2 separate regions of the Mus musculus genome follow, and region 2 is linked to region 1. Evidence: chromatin contacts called from public HiChIP or PLAC-seq data. All regions are on one chromosome and are shown on one strand. The core of a region is the stretch at or near the end of the contact, and the rest is flanking DNA. Distances in the headings are between cores, read along the strand shown. Region 1 overlaps Zbtb21 (zinc finger and BTB domain containing 21). Region 2 holds the start of B230307C23Rik (RIKEN cDNA B230307C23 gene).

Region 1 (2,815 bases), core at 230-2,729:
AAATAATTACAAAAAACAATGAGCTTTCTATACTTGTAAAAATTAGTACAATTAGAAAAACATTTACAAGAATATCTCTACTATCTAAAGATTTACAGTGGTGAAAGACCTATTTATTTCACTAAACATCTGCCTGCTAGCTGAGATAAACATTCTCTAAAAAACTGTTTACTGCAAAAAGTGATTACTGTTTTTTATTAGTTTCTTAGCATTTGAAATAGTTACATGAATGGAAGGATAGAGTTTGACATCAAAATAAATTCTTGCAGCCCGATGTCTTTCAAGATACAGTATAAAAAGCAATAGAAAAACCACAACTGCATTATAAATGTTTTTGGTTCAAAAATTTATTTGAAATCTTATGTTTTCTTCCTAGACAAAAAAAGGTGACAAACACTGGTAATTTGTAAAACCTAACAGATATGCAGAACCTGTATTTAGATCAAAAATACATTTTTTTTTTTTGCAACAATGTTACTTTATAAATCTTCAAAAACGTAGCACAGGTTCAAGTGTTGGGGCAGGAGCTGGCAATGCCAGGTCTGGAGGTTATCACTCTGTAACTACACAGGAGATGACCATGCAGAGAGATGGTCTTAAAAGAAGTAACACTCTGAGGAGAGACCATTCACTCACCACAGGGAAGAAGTTCAGTGGACAGCTACCTAGCCTGGCACTAGCTTCATTCATCACATGGTGGACACTTTTAGTTTCATCTCTAAAATGCATAGTTTAAGAAAGCAGATGGCAAGAATTAATAACTGCAACCTAATTTTATTTCCCTTCTTTGCAAAATTTAAGAAACAAAATAGGAAATGCAGACATATTTAGGGATTTCTGATTGCTTTTTCAAGTGAAAAGATAAAAGGCAAAATTCCACATATAGCTTCTATAATATACAAAGTCAATTAGTAATTTATTAAAAAAAAAGTTTCAATATCAAGATTGCCTTTGCTACCATGGGTGTAGAATGCTGGTGAGCAGATGGGCCAGTGTCTCTGTTAGATCACACCTTGAAAATGTGAAGAAACAGCTTGTAGCAAAAGTGAATAGGGAATTTGCATCCCCCTAATTTCCTTTCCAGGAGTGATCTTCCCTTTGTCTTTTGAAATATTTCACTGAACTTTGGATTCTGCCTATGGAGAGATTTAATTATAACCTGCAAGGAACAAAACAAAAAGCAAAAAAAAAAAAAAAAAAAAACAAAAAAACAAACAAACAAACAAACAAAAAAACAAGAAAAAACCAGAGGAGCCCAAACCCTAAGGTACCAAATCAAGTAGCAAAAACTAATTTTGGCCTCTTGCTAGTGCTTTAATCCACGCTTGCATATCATGTAGTGACATTTCCACTGCTGTCCACTCCAATAACCCCACAGAAGTACTCACAAAAGACAGGCAGGAAATGTCTATGTTGTGTGTACAGTTCTTGGAAAGCACATGGAAACTGCAACACGGCATTTCCTCCAATCTCTGAAGCCTCTAGAGAGAGAATGGTGGTCTAGGATGTGGTAAGGCTATGCTCTGCTAACCTCATGCTAGCACTGCTTATCTCAATGACACCCGAGTTTCAAGCTGACAGAGAGCAGACATTGTCAGTTCTAAAGCCCCAGTTGAAAGCCATGCTATGAACACACCACAGACTTTAGCGGCTTTCACAACTAAGCTGTTGCAGCTGACTGTAGAGGACCCCACAAACACGCTTCTATTGCTCTGCCTCCCTTAGAACAGACCATCACTGATTGTATGATGTAATTGACAGATTGTTCTTTTATTAAAAAAAATCTAAGTGTGACTATTGCTGATTTAAAGTCTCACAATTTTCATACAAAAAGGAAGTTTTATAGGACCACAAAATACCAAGTTTTTTTCTTATCAAGTGTTAGGATACTTTACTAAAGTTGGGGCTTGCCTTTTCTTATTGCTAAAGTAGTCTAAAATCTGACTCAATACTGCAAATGACTCCCCTTCTTCCTTGTATGTTTTTTTGGCCTTAGAAACATGGCTAAAGGTTACCTCAAATTTAGGTGTCTGCAATAATCAAAAACAAAACAAAACCAACAACAAAAAAAAACCAAAACCAACCAACCAAACAAACAAAAAACCCACTTCCCAAGCATCCCACTACTCAGAAACCAAAAACCTCAATCACCAACATTAGTCCAACTTCAATAGTAATAGAATCAAACCCCTGCTGCTGAGGTCCAGAAAGCTGTGAGGTCATTTCTAGCCAGTATTAATTCATCCCAAACTTAAAATTCAAACATAATAATTTCCAACCTTTATTATTATTATTTTTTCAAATATTCTGTCTTAGGACACAGTTTACAAGCCAAGGGCCTGCTACTTTGTGATAGGTGAAAGGGGTAGGTCCTTTAATTGTGTGTCTGCTCATGACTCCAAAGACTGAAGGCCGTCTTGAATGTCCTATGGCAGAGCTTGCACATGAACTGTCTTTTAAATGTGATTGCTGAAAGGGGTGGGGCGTGGTAGAAGAGGGTATCTGACTCCTGGGGTGCAAACAGCTTCTCTGTAGCTGGGGTTGGGTTCTCAGGCAGGCCTGTGGGGCTGTCTGGCTCCAGGGGCTGAATCTTGGGCAAGGGTGGCGGAGGTGGCAGAGGTGGTGGGGAGGGGGAGTTTGTGGGCACAGGACACACCTCTGATTCTTTCTGCACAGGCTCCTCTGTAGCCTGAGACATGTGGGTCTGGAAGTGACTCCAGAGTCGGAAGTTGGTACGGAAGGCTTTGTAGCATACGTGGCAGATGAAGGGCTTCACAGAACACAGCAGCTCCTGGTGCCGCTCCAGCTGCTTGTG
Region 2 (3,016 bases), core at 130-2,629, 48 kb after region 1:
ATGAAGGACTCAACCCAAGTGAAATTAGAGTATTTGGGGGTTTATTTGGGGGTAGCTCTCTAGTGGATTCAGTGATCCCAAGGAACCAGAGAGTTCACTAGTCCCAAGGAGGTCAGAGAAGTTATGGGATGGGAGTATAAGGAGCAGAGGTGGGGAGAAGGAGCTAGCAAGGCATGCAGGGGGGAGGGAGATGGAGAGGGAAGTGGAGGGAGGAGGGGGAAGGGCAGGAGAAGGAGGAAGGAGGAGGCAGAGAGAGAGAGAGAGAGAGAGAGAGAGAGAGAGAATGAAACAGAGAGACAAAGAGTACAAACTGTCAGGATTATATAGGAAGATCTTCTGGAGACAGGAAAGCTCAGGGTACAAGGTGGGGTCTGCCAACTTTGCTATGTAACAGGTGGAGACTGAGGAGAGCTGGGAGAACCTGGAGGTTCAGCTGTAACCTTCCCAGCCTTGAGCAGGCTAAGCAGACCTTGAACATTCATCTTGACAGGCCTTATCAAGCTGGATAGAGACATGTGTCTTGGCTGCAGTTGCAGGTTCCCATGGGAACTTAGCTGTTTTGGCTGCCTGTGCTGACCTTGTTCTACAACATATTCCAGCTAAAGAAGGGGATGGGTTTTGTGGTTTTTCCCTTTATAAACGTAAAGCCTATTATTAAACTTTGAGTCTTGATCAGAATCTTTGTCTTGACTTCATTCTTCTCTCGCGTACCCCCCACCCCCATCTTTTCATTTCCAGCACCCCTTTCAGGTAAACTCAGTTCTCCCGCGGCTGCTGGATGGCTCCACCCAGCCAGCTTTGGTGTGTTAAATATATGCAGATCAGAAGCTGGTCCCGGGTCTGAATCCCAACCGCAACAAAACTATTGTTTCCCCAAATCTCTTTTTAATCGTTAATATCCTGGGCACCCTTCCGCTTGTAGGACAGATTGATAACTCCACTGCAAGTTGAGCTATGCAAGCTAACTACCTTGATTCCAGGAGGAAGGCAAACAGTCTACTGAGTGAGGAAAGCTCAGGCTGAAAAGTCAAGGACTTGCTGAGCACGGGGTCAACTGTTCACATAGGGGAGGAGCAAGCGGCTGAGCAGTGATAGGTGCAGTGGTGGTTCCTCCCTGGGGCTGTGCGGGGAGACAGAAGGGTAGGCTATTGGAGGACCGGCACAAGTATTACAGAAATGAAAATCCCTGTAGATCTGGAAAAGGTCGTCCCTGGATTTGAAGCTTGGTCTGAGAACTTCTACACTGTGTGGCTTCAGCACACTCTAACTCTAAGGGAGGTGCTCGACTCACTCAAGACTTACTGGCCAATCAGAGCCTCCAGGCAGACCTGCGTGTCAGAAGAGAAGGCGGGTTTTCCGGGTGCGGTGGTGTCGGTTTCGCTTCCTGGTTGAGTGCTTGAATGGTTCTGTGTGCCGTGCTCCGTTTCCTGCGGTTGGATGCTGTGGATTGTGCACAGGCAAGCTCCGAAGTTGCGACATGGTAAGCACAGGGTCACTGCCAACAATGGGGAGAAGCAGGGGTCTCAGCAGCGCGAGCTGGTGTGGTGGGGCTTTCACAGGACTGAATGGGAATCGGCGGCCACGTGTGAGGTCCTAGCCACTTGGGGGACCCAGCTGTAGCCTCTGAATAACTTCACTGTGGGGGCTGCATCTGTGCAGAGCATTTGGCCTGTGTGTAGAAAGATCTTTGGCATGATCCCAAACTCAGAGAGTACTAGTTTCTGCAAGTTCTGTTCTTACCATTTGCCATTAAGGTGGACAATCCATTGGAGTTAATTTTGTGGAGGTTGTAAAAGACATCTCATGTGCTGGGTAGCAATCCAATATCAAGCTGTGATGTAAAAGTGCAGGATTAATGATCTAAAGGATTTACTAAAGCTTAGGAGATAGTAAGGCACTCCAAGTAGAATTTATCTGAGGGTGGACTGCATGTAAAACATCCCACAGATAGGTAATGTGCTAACTAGGGCTGTTAGAGATTAGGTTGCTAGGATACACAAGTTAATTCACCCGGATTGTCCAGAAATTGGGCACCAAACCATAACAAAGGAAACAAACTTGATTTACTACCATCCACTAGGTTCATCTTCATATCAAAGAGCAGGCCTCTAACAGGCTGGTCTATGGGGCCTTACAGGATCACAATCTACAGTAAGGCCTGGTGTGGCATAAAGGTTCAGTTTTCTTCTTGAGAAAAGCATAGTTCTGCCACATGGGTGAGATGATGCCTAGTGACAACCATGTGAGAAGGTAAAAAAGAAAACAAAACAAAACACTGTTGTATTGAGTGCTAAGTTACACTTTCCCTGAGGTTTCCATATATGGAGAATGACATAGCTCCTCATGAAACCCAGGAACATGCTTGGCAGAGCCAGTCACAGCTTGGGGCCTAGGCCTTGGGAGCTTTCCCTGAGGCTCTGGGTATAGAGATAAAACAGAGCTTCTTCTCTAAGACCTGGAATATGCTTGGGAGAGCTGGTAATAGTCTGGGGCCAGGGCCTTTGGGAGGGGTTGCTTCAGATTCTGAGAGCACAACTCTTCCCACCGTACGGGGTTGTGGTTATCAGTCCCAAGGCCATGAGAGACTTGGTCAGAAATTTTTTCAGATACACTGAGTTTCCCCTTGTGCAGCAACTATTTGATTAGACTTCTCCTGAGTGTGTCCCATTGTATGATGCTTCTGCTGACTTCATAGTTTCTTCATCTTTCTCCTGACTTCATAGATGTCTCCCATCTCCTTCCTTTCCCTCATGTCAATCGTGTACAAGATGGTATTCTTTAGAAGCTTACTTAGCATGAGCCATAGCTTGTGTAAGTCCTCCCCACCCCAGCTTTTTTACTTTCTACCTTTTCCTTTTCCAGTGTTTTTCATCATCTGGAGCCTTCCACTCAGGACACTCTCACTAACCTGCTGTGTTAGGGCACTGGTGTACTTAAGAAATGATCCCGGGGTTATATTTGCTGTGTAAATTTCCCATCTGTCTAAGTGGCTAGACTTGCAGTCTCCAGTCTATAT

The links. HiChIP or PLAC-seq counts read pairs in DNA pulled down with a chosen protein or histone mark.
Region 2: an H3K4me3 HiChIP or PLAC-seq map of the 230-238 cell line shows a contact between it and region 1, with 35 read pairs. The contact joins the promoter of B230307C23Rik here to the enhancer-like site in region 1. A contact is called at or near these places in 1 of 15 datasets of contacts at CTCF or cohesin (pro-B cells), 7 of 484 Hi-C or Micro-C datasets (the 63-12 cell line, the HPC-7 cell line, embryonic stem cells and 1 more), 4 of 115 datasets of contacts at active chromatin or transcription factors (the 230-238 cell line, the SCID.adh cell line and embryonic stem cells) and 3 of 9 other capture datasets (adipose tissue, liver and pancreatic islet).

The regions. Positions count from the first base shown.
Region 1 is chr16:97,947,507-97,950,321 of GRCm38.p6, forward strand. It overlaps Zbtb21 (zinc finger and BTB domain containing 21), which reads right to left. Exons shown (of 3, transcript NM_175428.4): 3 at 1-2,815. The coding sequence ends at 2,375. Among named protein-coding and RNA genes, the nearest start is that of Gm41514, 8.8 kb to the left of the region's middle. Within about 2 kb of position 1,480, at least 30 of the 459 cell types and tissues checked have an H3K27ac peak or open chromatin away from gene starts, as enhancers often do. A contact at or near this core is called in the 230-238 cell line, the HPC-7 cell line and pro-B cells, where this site is marked.
Region 2 is chr16:97,995,957-97,998,972 of GRCm38.p6, forward strand. It overlaps B230307C23Rik (RIKEN cDNA B230307C23 gene), which reads left to right and starts at 1,380. Exons shown (of 4, transcript NM_001362093.2): 1 at 1,380-1,480. The coding sequence starts at 1,478. C030010L15Rik (a long non-coding RNA gene) reads right to left here. Exons shown (of 5, transcript XR_001781957.2): 3 at 1,741-1,831; 4 at 970-1,495.